Linked DNA regions of Sus scrofa: region 1 is linked to region 2. The links are chromatin contacts, called in public Hi-C maps. All regions are on one chromosome and are shown on one strand. Each heading gives the region's core, a stretch centred on a gene start, on an enhancer-like site or on the middle of the called end of the contact. The rest is flanking DNA. Distances are from core to core; before and after follow the strand shown.

Region 1 (5,226 bases), core at 1,289-3,788, 180 kb after region 2:
CTGCTGTACATCAAAGTGATTCTGTTTTTTGGAGTTCCCTTCATGGCTCAGCAGAACCGAATCTGACTAGCATCCACGAGGATGCAGTTTCAATCCCTGGCCTCACTCAGTGGGTTGAGGATCTGTCGTTGCTGTGGCTGTGGTGTAGGCCAGTGGCTACAGCTCTGACTTGACCCTTAGCCTGGGAACATCCATATGCCGTGGGTGCGGCCCTAAAAAGACCAAAAAAAAAAAAAAGTGATTCCTTTTTAAATTTTATTGTATTATTATTATTATTATTGTCTTTTAGGGCCACACCCGTGACATATAGAGTTTCCCAGGTTAGGGGTCAAACCGGAGCCTACACCATAACCACAGCAACACAGGATCCGAGCCAGGTCTGTGACCTACACCACAGCTCACGGCAACACCGGATCCTTAACACACTGAGTGAGGCCAGGGATCGAACCCGCAACCTCATGGATACTAGTCAGATTTGTTTCCACTGAGCCAGGACGAGAACTTCTCCTTTTATTTTTTGCTTTTTTAGGGCCACACCTGTGGCATATGGAAGTTCCCAGGCTGGGGGTTGAATTGGAGCTGTAGCTTCTGGCCTACGTCACAGCCACAGCAACGCCAGATCCTTAATCCACTGAGCAAGACCAGGGATCAAACCTGCAGCCTCATGGATACTAGTCAGTTTCATTAGTGCTGAGCACAACAGGAACTCCTAGCTACAGAATATTATTTTTAATAAATTATTTTTCAGCCTAAACTAGCTAGAGTTGATTTCTCTTTCAGTTAAGAACTCGAATTTATGAGTTCTCTGGTGGCGTACTGGTTAAGGATCTGGCATTGTCACTGCTGTGGCTCAGGTCACTGCTGTGGCACAGGTCTGATCCCTGGTCTAGGGACTGTAGGAACATCTGCATGCTGCAGGCATGGCCAAAACAACAACAACAACAAGCAACAACCTCTAATTTAGAAATGCAGCATCGGTGGGAGCACCACATGGATACCAAGAAGCCCAGTAAAGGTGTCTCATGGGAAGGGGAGACCAGGTAGAAATAAGTATCACAGCTTTATATTCCTAGGCTCTTGGGACTTTATATGACAAACGTTAATTTTGTAATTAAAAAAATCAGGAGTTCCTGTCGTGGCGCAGCAGAAACAAATCTGGGTAGGAACCATGAGGTTGCGGGTTCAATCCCTGGCCTCGCTCAGTGGGTTAAGGATCCAGTGTTGCCATGAGCTGTGGTGTAGGTTGAAGATATGGCTCAGATCTTGCGTTGCTGTGGCTGTGGCACAGGCCGGCAGCTGTAGCTCTGATTTGTCCCCTAGCCTGGGAACCTCCATATGCCACTGGTGCGGCCCTAGAAAAATACACACACACAAAAAAAATCAGTCAATAGGGAGTTTCCTGGTGGTCTAGTCATTAGTACTAGGTGCTTTCACTGCCCTGACCTGGGTTCAAACCCATCAATCCCAGGTCTCGGAACTGAGCTCTCATGCAGCCATTAAAAAAAAAAAAATCAGTCAATACAGATAAAAAGAAGCAAGGGAAGGTGGGCTGGAGGAGCTGCATTTGAGCTATGAGAAAGCTCTAGAAGAAGAACAGCCTAGGGGAAGGCAGGGCCCAGGAGTGCAGCTGAGGCCAAGGGGCATCCTGAAGGTATGCCGCCACCACAGGACAGCCGGGTCCCCTAAGCCAGGGAAGCAGGGAAAAAGGTGGGAAAAACATGTGGCGCAGCAGAAACAAATCTGGGTAGGAACCATGAGGTTGCGGGTTCAATCCCTGGCCTCGCTCAGTGGGTTAAGGATCCAGTGTTGCCATGAGCTGTAGTGGGAAAAAAAGGTGGGAAAAAAAGGTGGGAAAAAGCATGCTGAGAAGACAAGGATTCTTCTCCCAGGAGAATGGGAATCTACTGGCTGGAGTGGAAGGCCTGGGGTAGAAACAGGGAAGGGAGGGAGTTCCTGGTGCAGTTCAGGGGTAATGAACCTGACGAGGATCCATGAGGACATGGGTTTGATCCCTGGCCTTGCTCAGTGGGTTAAGGATCTGGCATTGATGAGAGCTGTGGTGTAGGTTGCAGATGCAGCTCGGATATGGCGTTGCTGTGGCTCTGGTGCAGGCCGGCGGCTACAGCTCCCATTCAACCCCCAGCCTGGGAACCTCCATATTCTGCAGGTGTGGCCCTAAAAAGAAAGAGGGAGGGGAGAACTTTTGGACCATGAGTTAGGGCCACGTAGGTGTCAGGGACGAGAAAGGGGAGGGGGGGATGGAGAGCAGGTCCTGTGAGGCGTGAGAGAGAAGGAACGTGTCCTCAGGAGAGTCTCACCTGAGCAGGTGGTCAAATTAGAAGCCTGAGAGGCACCTAGGGAGGGGCCCAAGGCCAACTGAAGGGCCAAGGATGGGTTAAAGTTAATGTCGGGGGGCAAGCTGAGATGCCAGTGGTTGGAGGGAGGGTTGGTGAGCAGAGGGCAATGTTGGGGCTGATTGAGCCTAAGCAGGCAAAGGCCCCTCCTCCTCCTGCCGCTGCCCTCCCAGACCTGCTCGCTCAGCTTATTCTAGTGGCAGCTATGACAGGCGACCAAAGGCTGACAGAGGTTTCTGGCCCTGTCCCTTCCGGGGGTGCACCTATTGCTACAGCTTCAGAGGCTGTGACAGATCTCCCTGCATCACCCTGAAGGTAGGTACGAAGCTTGGTGTGTAGTGTGTGTTTTTCTGGAGGGTAGCACCCTAGCTTTCTATAGATTCTCCAAGGGTTGGGTTGAAGCTGAAAGTTGAGGTTGGCTTTCTCTGGTCTCTTGGGTAAAGTCCACAAGCCGGCACCACCCTGCTCCTCTCTGCCTCTGCTGGGTGGGGGCAGGGGGCTGTGCTTCAGCCCCCTGCACACTGCCTTTCCCTGTTCTGGAACTTCCCTGTTCATCTCAACAGATTTGGTTCAGACACAGTGCTGCTTGTAACACTTGAATGACAACCCCTCTTCCCTGGCTCCTTGAATGGAGACACTTTTCGCTTATTTTTATTTTTATTTTTTTTGGCTTTTTGTTTTTTTAGGGCCACATCCGCAGCATATGGAGGTTCCCAGGCTAGGGGGTCTAATCAGAGTTGCAGCTACTGGCCTACGCCACAGCCACAGCAACGCCAGATTCTTAACCCACTGAGCTAGGCCTCATGGTTCCTAGTTGGAATGGTTTCCGCTACACCACGATGGCAACTCCACTTTTTGCTTTTTGCTGCTTTGTAAGATCAGTCCTACCTACCTCCCCAGCCTCAGCTCTTCCATTTTCCCCACAGACTCACTCACACGAAATTTCTCCCCACGGTTCCACCATGACCAGGCCCCAGGTGGCCCATTCTACACTCTGCTGAGTTAAGGAAATTCCCAAGTTGGGAAAAGTTTAGATCTTTACTGTCCTTACAGAATATGACAGGGAGGGAACTCTTAAATATAGCAAAGCTGGAAAGAAAGAAAAGGAAAGAAAGAAAGAGAGAGAAAGAAAGAAAGAAAGAGAGAGAGAGAGAGAGAGAGAGAGAGGGAGGGAGGGAGGGAGGGAGGGAGGAAGAGAGAGAAAAAGAGAAAGAGAGAGAAAGAAGGAAGGAACAAAAGAAAGAGGGAAAGAAAGAGGAGTTACCTCTGTGGCCAAACGGGATCAGTGGTGTCTCGGAGCACTGGGACATAGGTTCAATCCCCGGCCCAGCACCGTGGGTTAGGGATTTGTTAATGCCACAACCGCAGCTTAGGTCATAACTGTGGCTCAGATCTGATCCCTGGCCTGGGAACGCCATATGCTTCAAGGGTAGACAAAATAAGAAAGAAAGAAAGGATAAAGGACTCTTATGTGGGAGTTCCCATTGTGGCGCATTGGAAACAAATCTGACTAGGAACCATGAGATTGCAGGTTTGATCCCTGGCCTTGGTCAGTGGGTTAAGGATCTGGTGTTGTCGTGAGCTGTGGTGTAGGTCACAGACGCGGCTTGGATCTGGCATTGCTGTGGCTGTGGCCTAGGCCGGTAGCAACAGCTCCAATTAGACCCCTAGCCCAGGAACCTCCATATGCTGCAGGAGAGGCCCTAAAAAGAAAAAAATAAAAGGACTCCTATGTGTATACTTCAAAAATTTTTACCATCCCCCCCAAATCCACTCTGGTCATCTCTGCAACCAGCAATCCTCACAGGCGGTGCAAGCACCCTGTCCTCCCTCCAGACCCCAGCCCTCTCTTTCCACCTCAGCTCTTATCATAGGGCTCACCAGCGCTCCTTTAGCTGTCTTTAAATGTGATGGATTAACCCCCTGCCCAGATTCCACCCTATGGAGAACCCAGCATGTATCCCAGAAGCAGGAAGCCTGGGCGAGGTGGGGGCAGGGTGACTTACAATGGCACCTGGCTTCTTTCTAGTCTCAAACAGGCTCTTTCTTACCTGGGGCTGTGCACTTGCCTTTCTTCTGCTGGAACATTCCAGTCCCCTGCCTCCCTTTTCCTTGGGGCCATAGCTTAAGTGACCCTCGGCAGGGGTCCCAGACCGGGGAAGTTAGTCCCTCTCACGCTCTCCCGGCTTCCACCAAAATGAAATCTGCAGGGACATTTCGGGCTAGACTGTGGCCTCCCACTCAACTGGAAGAGCTCTAAACGGGTAGCCACTGTGTCTGTCCGGTTCACTGCCAAATCTCAAGTGCCCAACCCACAGCCTGGCACATCACAGCCTCTCAAAAAATATTTGCTGTAGCTGCATATTCAAATCTTACTCATTCTTCACCCCCTGCTCAAAGCCCCCACGGACCTGCAAACAGCCTTGGTGTCTCTCCTCTGAAGCGCCCATGGCTCGCTCCCTTCCTGCCACTGGACACCAGCTACCAGCCCCAGCACAGTGTCCTGAGGCCCCTTCCCTGTTTATCCGCTTCTCAAAATGCAAACGGTACCTCTTCTCTGGGCACCTTTGACCCTGCCCTCACCCTACTGGGTCCTTTCCTCTGTTTACCCTAATAAGTAGAGAGGGGGGTGTCTATTCCTCCCCTCATCTCCCAGCGCTCCATCACCCCCAACACCTTAACCCCCCATCCTTGGCCAGATGTAATCTGGTTCTGCTTAGGCTTCCTGCTCTTCCAGCTGGAGAGCAGGCATCTCTCGTTCCCGTTGCTTCCTTGTTCTTTTCTCTCAGGACTGGTAAGCAGAAAGCATATGGAAACCAACCGCACTGGCCTTCCACCTCCCTTTAGGAGGGAGAGACCCATTGCTGCAACT
Region 2 (4,824 bases), core at 645-3,144:
CGACGATGAGATGAGGGAGACAAGTGACGCTGATAAAGCTCAAGCTTCAAGGCCTGAGACTTCCACGACCCCTTCCGCGACCACGAACTACTTTGTTTATATAGTTCTACTGAGTTGTGACTGACCTTCAATAAATTGCACGTTTGAAATGTGTAATTTGGGAAGTTCCCGTGTGGCTCAGCGGTTAACGAACCCGACTAGCATCCATGAGGACGGGGGTTCGATCCCTGGCTTTGCTTAGCGGGTTAAGGATCCGGCGTTGCCCTGAGCTGTGGTGTAGGTCGCAGACACTGCTCGGATCCCTCGTTGCTGTGGCTGTGGTGAAGGCCGACGGCTACAGCTCCCATTTGACCCCTATCCTGGGAGCCTCCATGTACTGCGTGTGCAGCCCTAAAAAGACAAGGGGTTCCCGTCCGGGCTCAGTGGTTAACGAATACGACCAGGAACCATGAGGTTGTGGGTTCGATCCCTGGCCTTGTTCAGTGGGTTAAGGATCCGGTGTTGCCGTGAGCTGTGGTGTGGGCCGCAGATGCAGCTTGGATCCCGCGTTGCTGTGGCTCTGGCGTAGGCCGGCAGCTGCAGCTCCAATTCGACCCCTAGTGGGAACCTCCATATGCAGCAGGATCGGCCCAAGAAATGGAAAAAAATAAATAAATAAAAAATAAAATAAAATAAAAAAGACAAATGAAACGAGTGTGCAATTTGGAATTCCGGGTGTGGTTTAGCAGGCTAAGAACCCGACACTGTCCGTGAGGATGCAGACTTGATCCCTGGCCTCCCTCAGTGGGTTAAGGATACAGCGTTGTCCCAAGCTGAGTTGTAGGTCACAGATGATGTGTGGAGGATCGGTGTGGATGTTGCATGGGCTGGCAGCTGCAGCTCCAATTTGACGTGCATATGGAACTTCCATATGCTGCAGGTGCAGCAGAAAAAAAATAAATACATAAGTTAGTCTGCTTGAATATCAATGGAGGTACATATACAGTCCAAAACCAAAGAGATAATGAACTTAACCACCAGCCACCAAGTGTTCTGCCCCCACCATTGACGTGCTTTCAGTGCACTCACTTTCTGTTTTTGTTTTTGTCCTTGTTGTTGGCCAGCTCTGGCATATGGAAGTTCCCAGGCCATAAATGGAACCCCCTACACATTAGCGACCAGAGCAGCTGTGGTAACAATGCCAGATCCTTAACCCACTGAGCCACAAGGGAGCTCCAGATCAGTGCACTTTCTAGAGTTTATCTAAATGGAAACACAGAACCAGTCTTTTTACCCCTGGCCTCGTTCACTCGCATATTTATTTTGAGATTCATCCACGCTGTTGAATGTGTAACAGCTCGTTATTTTTGACTGCTCAGCGATATTCCATCGTGTGGATGTATCAATCCATCCCTGTTCTAATCTTTTGTCTCTTTTTAAAGAGGATTCAAAAATGACACAGGCTCAGACCCCTGAAAAGCTCTAGATCCTCTCACGGAGAGAGTTAAGACGTCAGACCAGTGGGCGCTGGGTGGGCTGGAAGGGGGCATCCCCGCCACCGGTGGCGAAGGGGCCGAGGGGCCCGGTGCGGGCAGGGGGGTGGGCTGAGCAACGGGGGCGCCGCAGTTTGCCCTTCCGGGCACTGGCCTCCTCACGACCTCGCAGATCACGAGTAAGATGAGACGATCACGCAGCTGATGATGGAGTTTTCGCAGCATCTCATCACGGGAAAAAAAGACGAGAAGGCTCCACACAAATCACGGAGTGCTGTGATGGGTGCTTTGTATTTTTCTGAATTTTCTGGTGCATCAGCAGTAAGCCTAAATCCTGCTTTCTTATTGATAACGTCACAAAAAAGGCAAGGCCCCGCCGGGGGAATGGAAGTCGCGCACGTCCCATTCCCAGCACCACTCCACCAGCCCAGCTCACGCCTGGAACTCCGCGCGTGGTGACGCTCGGCCCGGTCGGCCGGTTCCCCGCCGACGTCAGGGTGCGGAGCCGGAAGTCGAGCGACGGGTGGCGCGGAGTTCTGCCTGCTGGAGGGCTGCCGTTGGAGCCGTTGAGGCGGAGGCGGCGCAGCTCCGCGCACAGAGCTCCAGATGGAATCGGCGCCGGGGCCCGGACCCGGCCTCTGCTACAAGCCGGGCGGGCGGCTGGACATGAGCCACGGCTTCGTCCACCACATTCGACGGAACCAGCTCGCCCGGTACCTCCCCGCCCCGCGCCACCGGCGCCACCCCTGGCCTGGCCTGGCCCGGCCGTCCCTGACTCCCGCTCGGCTCCCCGCAGGGACGACTACGACAAGAAGGTAAAGCAGGCGGCCAAGGAGAAGGTGAGGAGGCGGCACACGCCCGCGCCCACTCGGCCCCGCAAGCCGGACCTGCAGGTGTATCTGCCGCGACACCGAGGTGAGGCCGCCTGCCTCTAGCCCTCTGCCTGAACGCACTCTTCCTTTCTATATGGCAAAAAACAAACAACGAAAAAAAGAAACACACTCCTTAACCCCCAAGGCTCAGTTCATCTCGTCCCTTCCCGGAACTTCCGCCTCGACGCTCTCCAGCTGCCTCTCAGTGGTTCTCCCGGCAGAACAGGGACCCTCAAGACTAGTTAAGCAACACTATTACTGGACATACCTGGGAAGCGGCAGGAAGTTGTCTGCTGGTTTGCCCCCACTATACTGAATTCTCATATTCCCACCATCTAACAGAAAAAAAAAGGTTTGGCACTGTTCTAGACGACCAGGACATACCTGTGACATGAAGCCCAAACCCAGTTAATGACCTTCCCCCTAGCTTCCCACCCCCAGTTTCTCTGCCCTCTAGAGAGAGTTAAACCTACACCGCTAAATTTGTCGAGCCATCCTTAAAGTGTTTTTAGGTGTTAGGTACATCAATTCGTTTAGTTTCAAGAGGATCTCATAAAATGGGAATTTTCACGGGTTTCACAGTCAGGAAAACAGGTACAAACAAAGAGATTGAGTAACTTGCCTGAGATCTCTGAGAAGTAAATGGTAGAGCCTGGCCTGAACCCAGACAGATCCCTATCCACTTCTCTACTATTCTCCAATACTGTAGACAAAATGTGCATTCATGTACCTATTCGGAGATGGCTCTCTTCTGGTCCTGGGGCAGGGATAAAGGTGAATAAAACTGATGGGTGCCATGTTGTGCATACACACACACACATACACATTCTTGGTCCATGAGAAGATTGAGGTTTTGTTGTGTTTAGGGCTACACATGCGGCATATGGAAGTTCCCAGGCTAGGGGTCAGATCGGAGCTGTACCCACTGCCCTACACCACAGCTACAGCACACTGGATCCTAGCCACGTCTTGGACCTACACCAGAGCTCATGGCACTGATCCGAAACCACTAAGCAGGGCCAGGAATCAAACCTGCATCCTTAAGGATCCTATTCAGATTCGTCTCCACTGAGCCATGACGGGAACTCTGCTTGGGGCTTTCTTTATGGCATGTTTTCCTATATCATCTCTGTGCAGGAGCTCCAGCAGCCTTCCCCATATCCCTCTCACTCTGGTTCCATCCTTCCAGATGCCTCTACCCATCCAAGCAACCCAGACTGTGAGGAATCCAGTGAAAGCAGCAGTAGTGGCGGCTCTGAGCCAGAGCCTCCCGGTCATCAGCTCTTCTGCCTAGAATATGAGGCGGACAGCGGAGACATCACATCAGTTATCGTGTATCAGGTATGCCTAGTGGAAACAGCTGCAGCCTGAAGGTCCTGGGCCGTGATGGAAATCACTGCCAGACCCTGAGCCACTGTTTTCCTCAGGGCCAGTGGGAAGTGTCTGCCCCACATGAGGGCACAGACCGCTGGGCGATGCGTTTGAGCACAAGTCCCTCCCTTCACACAGTGACTGTCAGCGGGCAACAGGGAGGGCTCGAAGCCCCCAGTTGAGAGTCACTATTACAGGGGACGCCTGGGAAATGACAGGCACTAGCAAGAAGTTGTGAGTCACAGAGTTCTGTGAGAGTGTTGTCTGGGGACAGGGCAGGTTGCCTTTCCAGAAGAGACCAGGCCCTGAGCTTCCTGATTCTTCCCCCACGTAGGATGATGATCCAGGAAGGGTGAGTGACAAGGTGTCAGCACATACGCCTCTGGAGCCACCTATGCGAGAGGCCCTCAAGTTGCGCATCCAGGAGGAGATTGCAAAGCGTCAGAGCCGACCCTGACCAGCCTGGATTCGCTGCCCAGGGAGCCGCCCTTAGTTTGGGGGTGCCAGGACCAGTCTGGGCTGATCTTGAGACACCCCCCCACACCAGAGCCGCCACATCTACAGGAAAAGGGCGTCACCAGGACTATGCCTGGCCGCCTCCCTTGTAGCCATTCTTTCTTGTAGATTGGCCCATTTGACCAGCCAATTTCTGGGATTTTTTGAGGATTTTGTTTGGTTAGTTTGGTGTTCTGGAAGTAAGGATCCCAAGGAGAGCTGAGGTTTATGAAGCCTTGTGCCAACGTGCCGCTTTCTCTCTGGGGTCACATGCTCTGGGACACCCACCTCATGAGCCCTCTTTGTTATGGTTCCTTTCTTCCATATTTGTCCTCACTTCATCCCTGCTTTCCTAGATCTTTTCAGCTCTGTGTCTTTGTTCTTTTCTTTCCTTCCTTTCTTTCTTTCTCCAAATTCATCAGTTCCACTACCACCCCCCCCCCACCTCCCAGTGTGACTGGGCACCTACAGCTGCTCAGGACTTGGCAGGTGGGGGTTCTGGGCTCTACCTTTCTAACCAGCTCTCCAGTGATTCTGGTACCAATCCAGTGGGAGCTCTTCTTTGATGCTCACATACAATCATGTCCCCTCCCCTTCCAGGGCTTTTGCACATT

The links. A called contact is a pair of places that touch in the nucleus more often than the background predicts.
Region 1: a contact with region 2 is called in a Hi-C map of alveolar macrophages, with 1.9 times the contacts expected there. The contact joins the promoter of CAPG here to the promoter of USP39 in region 2. A contact is called at or near these places in 4 of 5 promoter capture datasets (fetal liver, fetal skeletal muscle and liver), 1 of 47 Hi-C or Micro-C datasets (alveolar macrophages) and 2 of 2 datasets of contacts at active chromatin or transcription factors (alveolar macrophages and skeletal muscle).

The regions. Positions count from the first base shown.
Region 1 is chr3:59,332,945-59,338,170 of Sscrofa11.1, forward strand. It overlaps CAPG (macrophage-capping protein), which reads left to right and starts at 2,539. Exons shown (of 12, transcript XM_021087297.1): 1 at 2,539-2,669.
Region 2 is chr3:59,154,703-59,159,526 of Sscrofa11.1, forward strand. It overlaps USP39 (U4/U6.U5 tri-snRNP-associated protein 2), which reads right to left and starts at 1,895. Exons shown (of 13, transcript XM_013987875.2): 1 at 1-1,895. C3H2orf68 (UPF0561 protein C2orf68 homolog) reads left to right here and starts at 1,953. Exons shown (of 4, transcript XM_003354742.4): 1 at 1,953-2,185; 2 at 2,269-2,387; 3 at 3,534-3,685; 4 at 4,050-4,824. The coding sequence starts at 2,079. The coding sequence ends at 4,172.